3 separate regions of the Hordeum vulgare genome follow, and all the other regions are linked to region 1. A link is a contact called in public Hi-C data. All regions are on one chromosome and are shown on one strand. The core of a region is the stretch at or near the end of the contact, and the rest is flanking DNA. Distances in the headings are between cores, read along the strand shown.

Region 1 (3,395 bases), core at 620-3,119:
AATGATAAAACATATTTTTTGATTGTGAAATGTTGCCTCACATGGTCATCATATTATTTTTCTTTCAGCATGGACATATGGACTTATAGATGATGCAATGCAATAATCTATAATTTGACATGAAGGTATCAATATATACCCAAGCATATCAACAAGCAACTAAGTCTTTCAAAATATCAATGCTAAAGAATGTTATCCCAAGCCCATCATGATCTATCATTTATCCATTCATGCAACATACTCAAATATTAACTACATCGAATGCTCAAGTGTGATAATGGTGTTCCTTAGTTGGGGCTTTATACATAAGATGGAGACTCAAAATTAAAAATAAATATTGCATAAGGTAAATAGATAGGCCCTTCATAGAAGGAAGCAGGGATTTGTAGAGCTGCCATAGCTTAAAGTGAAAAACTTAGAGATAATTTTTTTAGGGTGGCATGCTTTTCCTCTCAACAAGAACGACTAAGAGTTTCCAATATCCTCCATGCTAAACAAATTATAGGCGGTTCCCAAACTAAAAATAAAGTTTGTTCCTTTTCCACCATTGTTTCACATTCCACGGCTAGCCGTATCCATGGGTCTCGTCCATAGCAACACTTTCCAAAGAATTCATTATTTGACACCATAAAGTATTATTTTCTCTTTTTGGGACTCGGCATCCCTATGACAACCATACTCTCATGCAGTGACAAGTGAATAGACACTTATCTTGAGAATAACCTATTTAACATGGAAGATACCGTCCACCCCTTGCTGCTTCATGAGCGGTGCGGGCACGCAAAACATAATTTTATTTTGAAAACCAAAGTTGGTACTTGCAAGTTTACTTGGAACGACATAGAAATACCGCATATAGGTTGGTATGGTGGACTCATTGGCACAACTTCGGATTTAGGATTTGGATGCACAAACAACGTTCCCACTTAGTACAAGCGAAGGCTAGCAGATAGATTGAGAAGCGTCCAACCAAGGAACAAAAATCATCATAAGTGAACATTAAACACAAGTAACAACGAATAATGCAACACAAGTAGGATGTAATTTCATAGCATAATTATTGACTTCTTATGCATGCATAGAAAAACACAAGCCTTAAGACCAATATTCTTACTAGAGAAAAATTACTCATCAACACAACTCACATATTATTATCTTCATATCGCAAACTATATTATATTTCCTAATTGGATGCATCATACAAACCGCCATGTTAATCCACATAAGCAAGATTACTATAACCGTTAGATTTAAAAATTAAAATTTAGGATATTTACAGGCACCATTTTTTTTAAAAGAACACACACATTAAAAGTCATGTAGTTACACGTACGAAAAAGCAGTCCCCTTATACAAAAAAGGATTTCTCAACACCAACGTTAAACCAACCAAAAACACCACGTACATTATGAAAAAAATCACGCATTAAAAGAAATATAGCTACACGTGCAAAAAAAGAGTCCTCAACACCACATGCAAGTTAGTTCTAAAACCAAAGTTGTACCTATCGCGTGCAAAAGAAGAAAAAAGAGAATCCACTGTCCCGCGTCAACCATAAATAACACAAACACTCACACATGGATGTTCCAACGAAAACAAAACATAAATATATATATCGGTTTTGTATAATACTTCATCTGTCTTACAATATCTGTCTTAATTTAATGCTACATCTAATATAAAATTGTACTAAGCTTTAGACATTTATTTTAAGACGGAGGAAGTATGTGTGAGCCCAAGTCTCACGCTGTTTTTATTCTTATAATAATAATAATCACATGATTGTTTCTTGGGCCGAACTTGGCGTCTCCTTGCTCCATTGCCATGCACGCGTCCTATCAACATGGGCTGTCATGATCGAGTAGTGCGTCAGTTCTCCATCACTCATATTGTAATGATACAGGTCCCCGCCAATACCTCAAAAAAAATACAAGTCCTCGCCATAAAGTGGAATATTATAAGTAATAAAAAATAGGTTATGAAAGCATATTGTTCTCACAAATTTTAATTTTATTTATTTTATTTATTTTGCTAATACCATCATAGTAGGTGTGAGAAGACCAACACAATCGCATGTATTGAAAGGTATGTGGGAGGTTCTACATCCACGTCTACGAAATAATACCTCCAATGATATTGCTTTTCATGCTAATATAATCGATGATTATATTTTGTTGAACCTGTCAGCATCGGGATATTACAAAATAATTCCTTGAGAATGGATTGTTTTACTTTATACCTAAGATAACCCTCATTGCTTCATACTATTCTACATAAGGAGTCCTTACAATTTTTTTATACTAATAATTATTAGTTCGGTATTGTTGCTCTCTTTGACAGAGTTTATTCCCAACCGGATTTAGTAAAGAATATATTGACAAGTCTATGTTTGTACTTACCAGGGTTTTGTTTTCCTTAACTGCTATAATTTTTCCGGTGATGCATTGGGTGGACTAACCTACACTTTTATCATATTTAATTGGTTTCTTGAAATTGGATGGAAGATTGTTACCATTGTCTTTGTCCCTCTAAATAAATTAATGCACAATCATAGAGTTTTACCTCAAATGTGTAACTATTAGAACTATGGGACATGTTTATTACTCCCTCCGTAAAATAATATAAAAGCGTTTAGATAACTATTTTGGTTATCTAAACACTCTTATATTAGTTTATAGAGGGAGTACACAATAGCATGTGATTGCCAAATTTATAGCAGTAAGCGAATATATTGAACCCATCATGCATGTTTTTTGTGTCTCTTTGACATGGTTTAGCCCTTGGTTTGTAGTATTGAATGTGTAATTTTCAGTTTTGTGATTTTTTCAGCATAGTTTGAGTCTTTTATCACCATTCCAAACATATATAGATTAAAATCTCACATATACTAACTTAAATGTGGGATCCCCTCAGATATCACTTCAAATATTCTTTATGGCTTTGAAGGAACTTAATACTTATTACTAGGTCCTTTGGTACAACCTATTAATTTGATCGATATTTGATGTCATATAAACTTACAAGGCATACCAAATTGGGTATTTGCTCGAGTAGTAAGTTTTTTCCATATGATTAATACTACAAGAAAGACTTAATGACAAATTTTGAACAAATTTTTGATGTTTCAATATATTCAGAATTCTCAAAGATTCATGTAGAATGAATGTCATATAAATACTTTTGGATTTCTGCATGTTTAACGTTCTAGCCCGTGAAGCTGCACGAGTTGATGACTATCTTATATTTACTAATTGGATGCACCATACAAAACTCCATGTTAATCCATATAAGCAAGATTGGTCTAACCGGTAGATTTAAAAATTAATGGTTAGGATATTTCAGGAAACCGTATTTTAGAACAAAAATAACACATCCATTAAAAGTCATGTGCCTAC
Region 2 (3,395 bases), core at 667-3,166, 490 kb before region 1:
GTGCATGGACAGCCCGTCCCGGAGCTCGGGCCTCCGGGCCGGGCTCAGGCTCCATTTTCTGGCCCAAAGCACGGTCCGAAAGCCCGAAATGATTCTAAATGTATATTTTACTCAAAATGTAGATATATTTTATTATTTTAATACGCCGAATATTATATTTTTTATTGAAAAAGTAACTGTTCATGTGTTTCGGGCTAGGCGGGCCTGGGCTTGGGATTTTTGCTTTGGGCTTTGAAAAGCCCGGACAGAACGAGGCCCGGCCCGGTGAATGATCAGGTTTAGGGAGAAGTCATGTCTCACATGCAATTATAGGGAGCTCATATAGGAAGGATGTCAACTCGGTTGCGATAGCACGTGCCCTTGTCAATGGTTCACTTGGAGGTTGTGGCGTTTGATACGGGATGCTCTGCATCAGGTCCATTAGGTCCCTTGTTCTTTGCGCGGAGCTTGGCGCTCCTGGGGCCATTGCCCATGCAGGCCAGAGAGGCGGCGGGTTTTGAGTGCAATTCACGAGTGTGCTCTTGATTCCCCCATGGACTGGCATTATGTAAGAAAGTTAACCTATATGTTGGGAAGAAGGTTTTTTATGATTTTGACCCAGGGGCACCTGCTCAGTGATGGTAGTCCAGAGGCTGTTTCACCACACATAAATGAAGTTTGAACGTGAGTTTTCTGCGCCTGAAGAATGCTGATTGTGGAGTTAAGGGTTGTGCCTCCTTATTTCAATTAGCAGAACTGGTTCCATCCACATGCCCAATGTTTTTAAGGCGGTAAGGCGAGGCAAGGCGCTGGGGGGGGGGGGGGGGGGGGCTCACCGCCTAAGCGCCAAGGCATAATGCAAGGCGGATGCCTTAGAGAGATCTAAGCAGCAGAGTATAGTATAATTTGGTAGGCAACTAGGCAACCTAAGCAGCAGAATATAGTATAATTTGGTAGGATCCCTTGCTGTTGCCTGTTACTGGTTGTTGCTGTACTGGAGAGGAGGAGGAGCTGCTGGAGAGGAGGATGAGAGGCTGCTGGAGAGGAGGAGGAGGAGCCATTGGAGAGGAGGGGGAGGATCTGCTGCAGAGGAGGGAGAGGATCTGCTGCAGAGGAGGATGAGAGGCTGCTGGAGAGGAGGAGGAGCCATTGGAGAGGAGGGGGAGGATCTGCCGGAGAGGATCTGCTGCAGAGGAGGTGCATGTGGATTGGGGGCTGTTTCTCTCTCTCTCTCTCTCTTACCCGTTGGTGCCAACAGTATCTTTGTTTCCCGACTAAAACTGCTCCCCTGCCTGCCTGGCAAGCTCAAGGCGTCCAATATGGGCTAGGGGAGTGATCTGCGCCCGCGTGCCGGTTCAAACTTTCGGCCGGCCGCGCGCGGGCCACATGATCCACTAACCCCCGCGCGTCCGCACTGTTGGATCCGCATGCAACATTTTGATGCGATGCAACAATTTTTTCAACGGTTGCAACAAAAAACAAAATTTATAGCAAAAAAAAAATCTGCGTGATCGTAGCAAAAAAGCGAAGCTGATGGTACGTGATAGCAAAAGTCAAACGTCGGTTGTAGCAAATATTTACATGACGTGTATGCAACTTTTTTAGTGAACGGTTGCAGCAAAACATGATGTCGGTTGTAGCAAAAAATAACACGGTTGTAGCAAAAGTAAAAAACATCGATTGTAACGAAAAATCCGACGAAATGAAGTTGCAACCAAACGTATATGTAGTTTTTTTACTGGGACAAAAAATAGTAAAAGAAATGCTTGCAGCAAAAATGACTCTGGTTGCAACAAATTTAGACGAAAAATGTTGCATCCATTGACCAGCGAAACGCGCGGGTGGAAAAATGTTGCAAGGGCCCGCGCGGGGACGACCGGCCCGTCGGTTCGGCCGGCGCGCGGGTGGAAAACGATTCCCTATGGACTAGGGCGCCAACCTGGATGCCTAAGTAGATGCCTTAAAGCTTAAGGCATGCCTTAAAGCTTAAGGCGGACACCTTAGGTAGGTACATAAGGTGCCTAAGAGCATGGTTAATAGTATAGCCAACTGCTCGCTATAAGCAGTCTTATAGCCTGTCTTATAGCTAGCTTGTACAATAGTTAGCTATAAAATAGTACTACTTTTATCATATATGGTCCACCTTTCATTCTCACAAAGTACCTAGGAGCACGTGCTAGAGCTGGCTCTTCACGAAGATCTCGCTTCTCTTCTCTTTCCTCTTTTCTCTCATCCAACTCAGCAAAAATATAGTATTTTAATTCTTACAGCCTGCTGACTGTACCTTATTGTACTTGCTCTAAGGCAAGGTCGACGCCCTAGGCAACGCCCTCCTTAAAAGGAGTAGGCAGGCCTTTTAACACCACACGCTCATTAGTTTGGTACTCCTTTTGCAGTCTACACCAGAGAGGTGGTCCGAGAGGGCTATTTCATGGTAATAATGGTCGTTCTGGAGGCAGTGGTCAGGGCGGTGCTGGCAAAAGAGGAATGTTTCAAGGCAACGTTCATCCTGGAAACGCTGTCCAGGACGGTGGTGGGCGGGGACAGGGTACAGCCAGAGGGAATGATCGCAGCCGTGTTGTGGCCTCTGTTGCGGATCTTGATGCTGAACTGGAGCAGTATCATGCAGCAGCAGCAGTGAAGCAGAAATGAGGCTCCGATGTATATCATATACTCCCTCTGTCCATAAATAAGTGACGTGGTTTTAGTTTAAATTTAAACTAAAACCACGTCACTTATTTATGGACGGAGGGAGTATATACACACTGTTGCATTATTAGTTTCTGCTTTTTGTCGTCAGGTACCATGTTGAGAAAACTTGGAAGGCATCAACTCAACATTTACATCTGCTGTGCTTTCCATATCCCTACTCGGAGTGCTGGATATGTCGTATTACCTAATTTTGAAAGTGTGTGTTCTCCTGGGTTTTATTTGGATAGTAAGACTACAAAGGGTCAGTTTTTTGGTGGCTTTTTTAAGCTTCTAGAATAAGCTGTCCCTATCCATCTTTATTCTAAAGCCCAACCAAAAATATAGGGGGCAACTTATTTCACCTTATTCTAGAAGGCAGCAAAATAATTGGCTAGTTCTCGTTAAATTAAATTCCTAACTGAATCTTCGGTATGTCGTATTGTCTTGTTTGGATTGTCTAACTGAATCTTTAGATAAAAAAAAACCTGAGTTTTGCAAAAGGACCCGTCTAAGGCTGATCTAGATGATACTCTGTTATGTCAAATCTGATCGTTGAAATTATGTGTCCTGCAACTATATTCAAATGACAAAATCGCTAATATTTGAAATACCTCATTATGAAATTATACATGTATTTATGCATAGAATTACTTTACACGATTATCATGAAATTATTATTTGTTGAAACATTCTTAAGTTATATTCTTAAAGAAGCTGATCAATTA
Region 3 (3,395 bases), core at 334-2,833, 360 kb before region 1:
GCAGAAACAATAGCTGCTTTATCATTATAGAAAAAATGCCCGTGCGTTGCAACGGAAGAAAAACTATGAAGTTATGGAGGTGTGATAGATATAAAAAGTATGAATCCAATGCAATAATGACATAAGGATTTTTGAAATGTTATTTCACAAAGTCTATCTGAATGATGTCATGATTAGATAAGGCACTTTTAAAATGTAATTTCAAAAACTAAAAATATGATGCTCATCGCGGCTCGATTTGTTAAGGCATCACCAAAAAATATTTTATGGCTGAGCAAACTGCAAAACACGGAAACCTTTTTTTATCCGACGCGAGGGACTAAATAAAATCATAAAACGACCTCTAGAGGTTTCCTAACAAAACCTTTATGTAAGTGACGGTTAGTTTTGTTCATTATTAACAAATGTGTTTTAATTTTTAGAAACATTTTCTAAAAGTTGATAGACATGTTTTCTAAATTCTTGAATATGCTTTGAATATCGGATCATTTTAAAAAATCATGAACATTTTTTATTTCATGACAAATTATTTGAAATCGTGATTTGTTTTATAATTTGGGAGCAATTTTTAAACTCATGAACATTTTATGACTTACCGAATATTTTTTATTTTCCTACTTTTTTTAAATTGGCAACTTTTAATATTTTTGTTCTTTTAAAATCTGCAATTAATTTAGAGAAGAAAAAACCAAAACAGAAATAAGAAAGTAAAGAAAAAATATTAAACAGGGCGCCCTCATCTGCACATGGGTCAGCTCATGCATAAGAGTGGAAAAAGTCATAAAATGTACTTTGAATATCGGATCATTTTCAAAAAATAATGAACATTTTTTATTTCATGACAATTTATTTGAAATCGTGATTTGTTTTATAATATGTGAGTAATTTTGAACTCATGAACATTTTATGACTTGTCGAATATTTTGTAAATACACAAACAGTTTATCATTTTTCTAGTTTTTTCAAATAGATAACTGTTTAAATTTCTTGTTCTTTTGAAATCTGGAATTAATTTAGAGAAGAAAAAACCAAAACAGAAATAAGAAAGTAAAGAAAGAAATACTAAACAGGGTGTCCTGAGCTGCAGATGGGCCGGCCATGCATAAAAGTGGTAAAGAGGTAGAGAAAAAGTGATGAGAACCAGGATCGAAACTTGGTCTCTAGCATGGAGGATTGCAACTCTGTCTATCGGTGTGCTAGTTTTCTGTTAGTCGTTTTTTAATATATCAGTCGTTTGAAAACATAACATGGGAGGACGATTTTGAAATCTGAAAAACAAATTGTTTTTGTACTTATGGATGGCATTGGTGGATAATTTTTATCAAATTTAGGGATAATTTTAATTACGGACGATAAAAGCAATAGATGCTTTATTATTATTAGAAAGAGATTAGGCAAAGATAATTGTTTTATTTTTATTTTTAAAATTGTTTTTACACGCATGACCCCACCTGTCATTGGGGGGGGGGGGGGGGGTAGTGATAGGGGGGATTAGCCCCCTCACTCATCAGATGGGGGCCGGATGAGCCGGCCGTGCGGGTGGGATCACGGAGGCACGCTTGGGAGCGATGGGTGTGGCTGCGGACGGGGCCACGCCCCGGCTGGCACGGGGCAACGGCGGCGGCCAGCACCGGTGGTCGGAGGCGGTCGAGGCACGACACGGAGGGGCACGGGTAGGGGCGGCTGCGGGCGGCGCGCGGCCGACTGGAGCAAGCAGTTGAAGCAGCAGTAGCACCAAGTAGCAGCCGCAACCACCTGCGGAGGCAAAGCAGCAACTAATGCAGGAGCAAGCGGATGAGGGCGGCCGTAGCGCAGCAGGAGGGAAGGCTGTAAGAGGATGCAGCAACAGCCGGCGGTAGCAAGAGGCGCACACGTGTTGCGGGAGGAGCACGAGGGCGCGACCAGGAGTGGCTGTGAGCGGCGCAAGAGACGACGGGCGCGTAGCCATGCACGGGCGGGCGCGTCCAGGGGCGAGGTCGAGCGAGCAGGAGCGCAGCCAGGCGCGGGCGGGGCGGCTAGGGGCTCATGGCTAGAGGGCGTGCGGGAGCGCACGACGCGACGTCGGGCATGACAACAACGGCAAGCTTCGACCGCGACGAGAACGACGACTACAGACACGAATTCGAGTACTAGGGAGAGGGCTTCCGAGCGTATTCTTACTGGGGAGTACAAGGAAAGCTCGGTGAGGGACGGGAGCAGCAGATCGACGCAAACGTCGATGAAGCTCCGGTGATCGAAGCGGGATGAAAGAGCTCGATCCCGACAAGGCAGGGGCAGAGAGTTCGACCCCATGGTCGTAGACGAAGCAGGGGAGGCAGGCATATCTCCTGGCATAAGATCAGCTGGTGGGGAGCTCGATGGCCACGGCGGTGAGGCAACACATGGTGACGATGGCGTCTGGAGTCAACGAGATCTAGGAGTGGGGCAAATGGGACTAGAGTTTCATCCGCGGGGTGTGGGAGGCCGTTATGCGTTGCAGTGGGGGTGGGGGTGGGAGCTCGTCTTGCCGCCACGCAAGGCATGGAGGGGTCACGACCTGCAGATGGCCGCCATGAGCTCCCTCAGCTCCTGTAGCGAGGAGGGAGATGACCCGGTTGGGCTGGGCCTCCCTTATACACTAAAATGCCCAGTCCAACAGTGTTTTCCTTTTTGTTCGATTTCATTTTCTCTTTTGTTTATTTCTCTCTATTTTTCATTTTAAGTATCTACAAAATGATTTTAGTTACAGCCCAAACTTTTTACATTATACTCCCTCCGTCTTAAAATAACTGTCTTAACTTTGTACTAGCTCTAGTATAAAATTGTACTAAGCTTAAGACACTTATTTTAGGACGGAGGGAGTAACTTTGTAACATAAAGAGTTGCACCAAAAAGTTTCAGGGCATATGGAAAGGTTAAATATTTGTTTAAATTTAAATGACCAATTTAATCATGTTGGTCTAGTGTTAAATAGGTTAAGGACATTTTAGTTACTGAAATGATGGTGCTTAATTAATGAAAATTACTTAGTAAATATCTGCAATGCAACAAACATTTTTGTTCTATTGTTTGAAGAAATAATAATTTGACTTGAGATTTGAATTTGAATTTGACTTGATTTTTATCGAATGGCAAACTGTATAGTAATCATGATGATATGGAACAATTAGCGGGGGATTACTCTAGCATGACACTAGGAGTGCACGGGTTGGAGCGTCCAAATGTGTGCAATATGCACATGGTACATTTTAGCATAGGACAATTAGTAAGCAATATATGAGGTCTCCTTATTTATGTGGCTAGTAACAATCAAACAAAATCCCCAATTATCATTGCAAACATCGAATAGAAGATGGCTAATGCAGCAACTACAACTACACATGCTAGTTCCTTATTTTCTCTTTCTTTCATTTGTT

What was found. A called contact is a pair of places that touch in the nucleus more often than the background predicts.
Region 2: a Hi-C map of seedling shows a contact between it and region 1, with 2.3 times the contacts expected there. The contact joins two enhancer-like sites. A contact is called at or near these places in 2 of 6 Hi-C or Micro-C datasets (leaf and seedling).
Region 3: a Hi-C map of leaf shows a contact between it and region 1, with 2.2 times the contacts expected there. The contact joins two enhancer-like sites. A contact is called at or near these places in 3 of 6 Hi-C or Micro-C datasets (leaf and seedling).

Annotation. Positions count from the first base shown.
Region 1 is chr2H:320,152,717-320,156,111 of MorexV3_pseudomolecules_assembly, forward strand. No RefSeq gene overlaps it. Among protein-coding and RNA genes, the nearest start is that of LOC123426845, 45 kb to the right of the region's middle. Within about 2 kb of position 1,870, at least 2 of the 3 cell types and tissues checked have open chromatin away from gene starts, as enhancers often do. A contact at or near this core is called in leaf and seedling, where this site is marked.
Region 2 is chr2H:319,660,110-319,663,504 of MorexV3_pseudomolecules_assembly, forward strand. It overlaps LOC123426174, which reads left to right. Exons shown (of 7, transcript XM_045109949.1): 6 at 2,376-2,640; 7 at 2,780-3,102. The coding sequence ends at 2,631. Among protein-coding and RNA genes, the nearest start is that of LOC123426174, 34 kb to the left of the region's middle. Within about 2 kb of position 1,917, at least 1 of the 3 cell types and tissues checked has open chromatin away from gene starts, as enhancers often do. A contact at or near this core is called in seedling, where this site is marked.
Region 3 is chr2H:319,789,343-319,792,737 of MorexV3_pseudomolecules_assembly, forward strand. No RefSeq gene overlaps it. Among protein-coding and RNA genes, the nearest start is that of LOC123426174, 160 kb to the left of the region's middle. Within about 2 kb of position 1,584, at least 3 of the 3 cell types and tissues checked have open chromatin away from gene starts, as enhancers often do. A contact at or near this core is called in leaf and seedling, where this site is marked.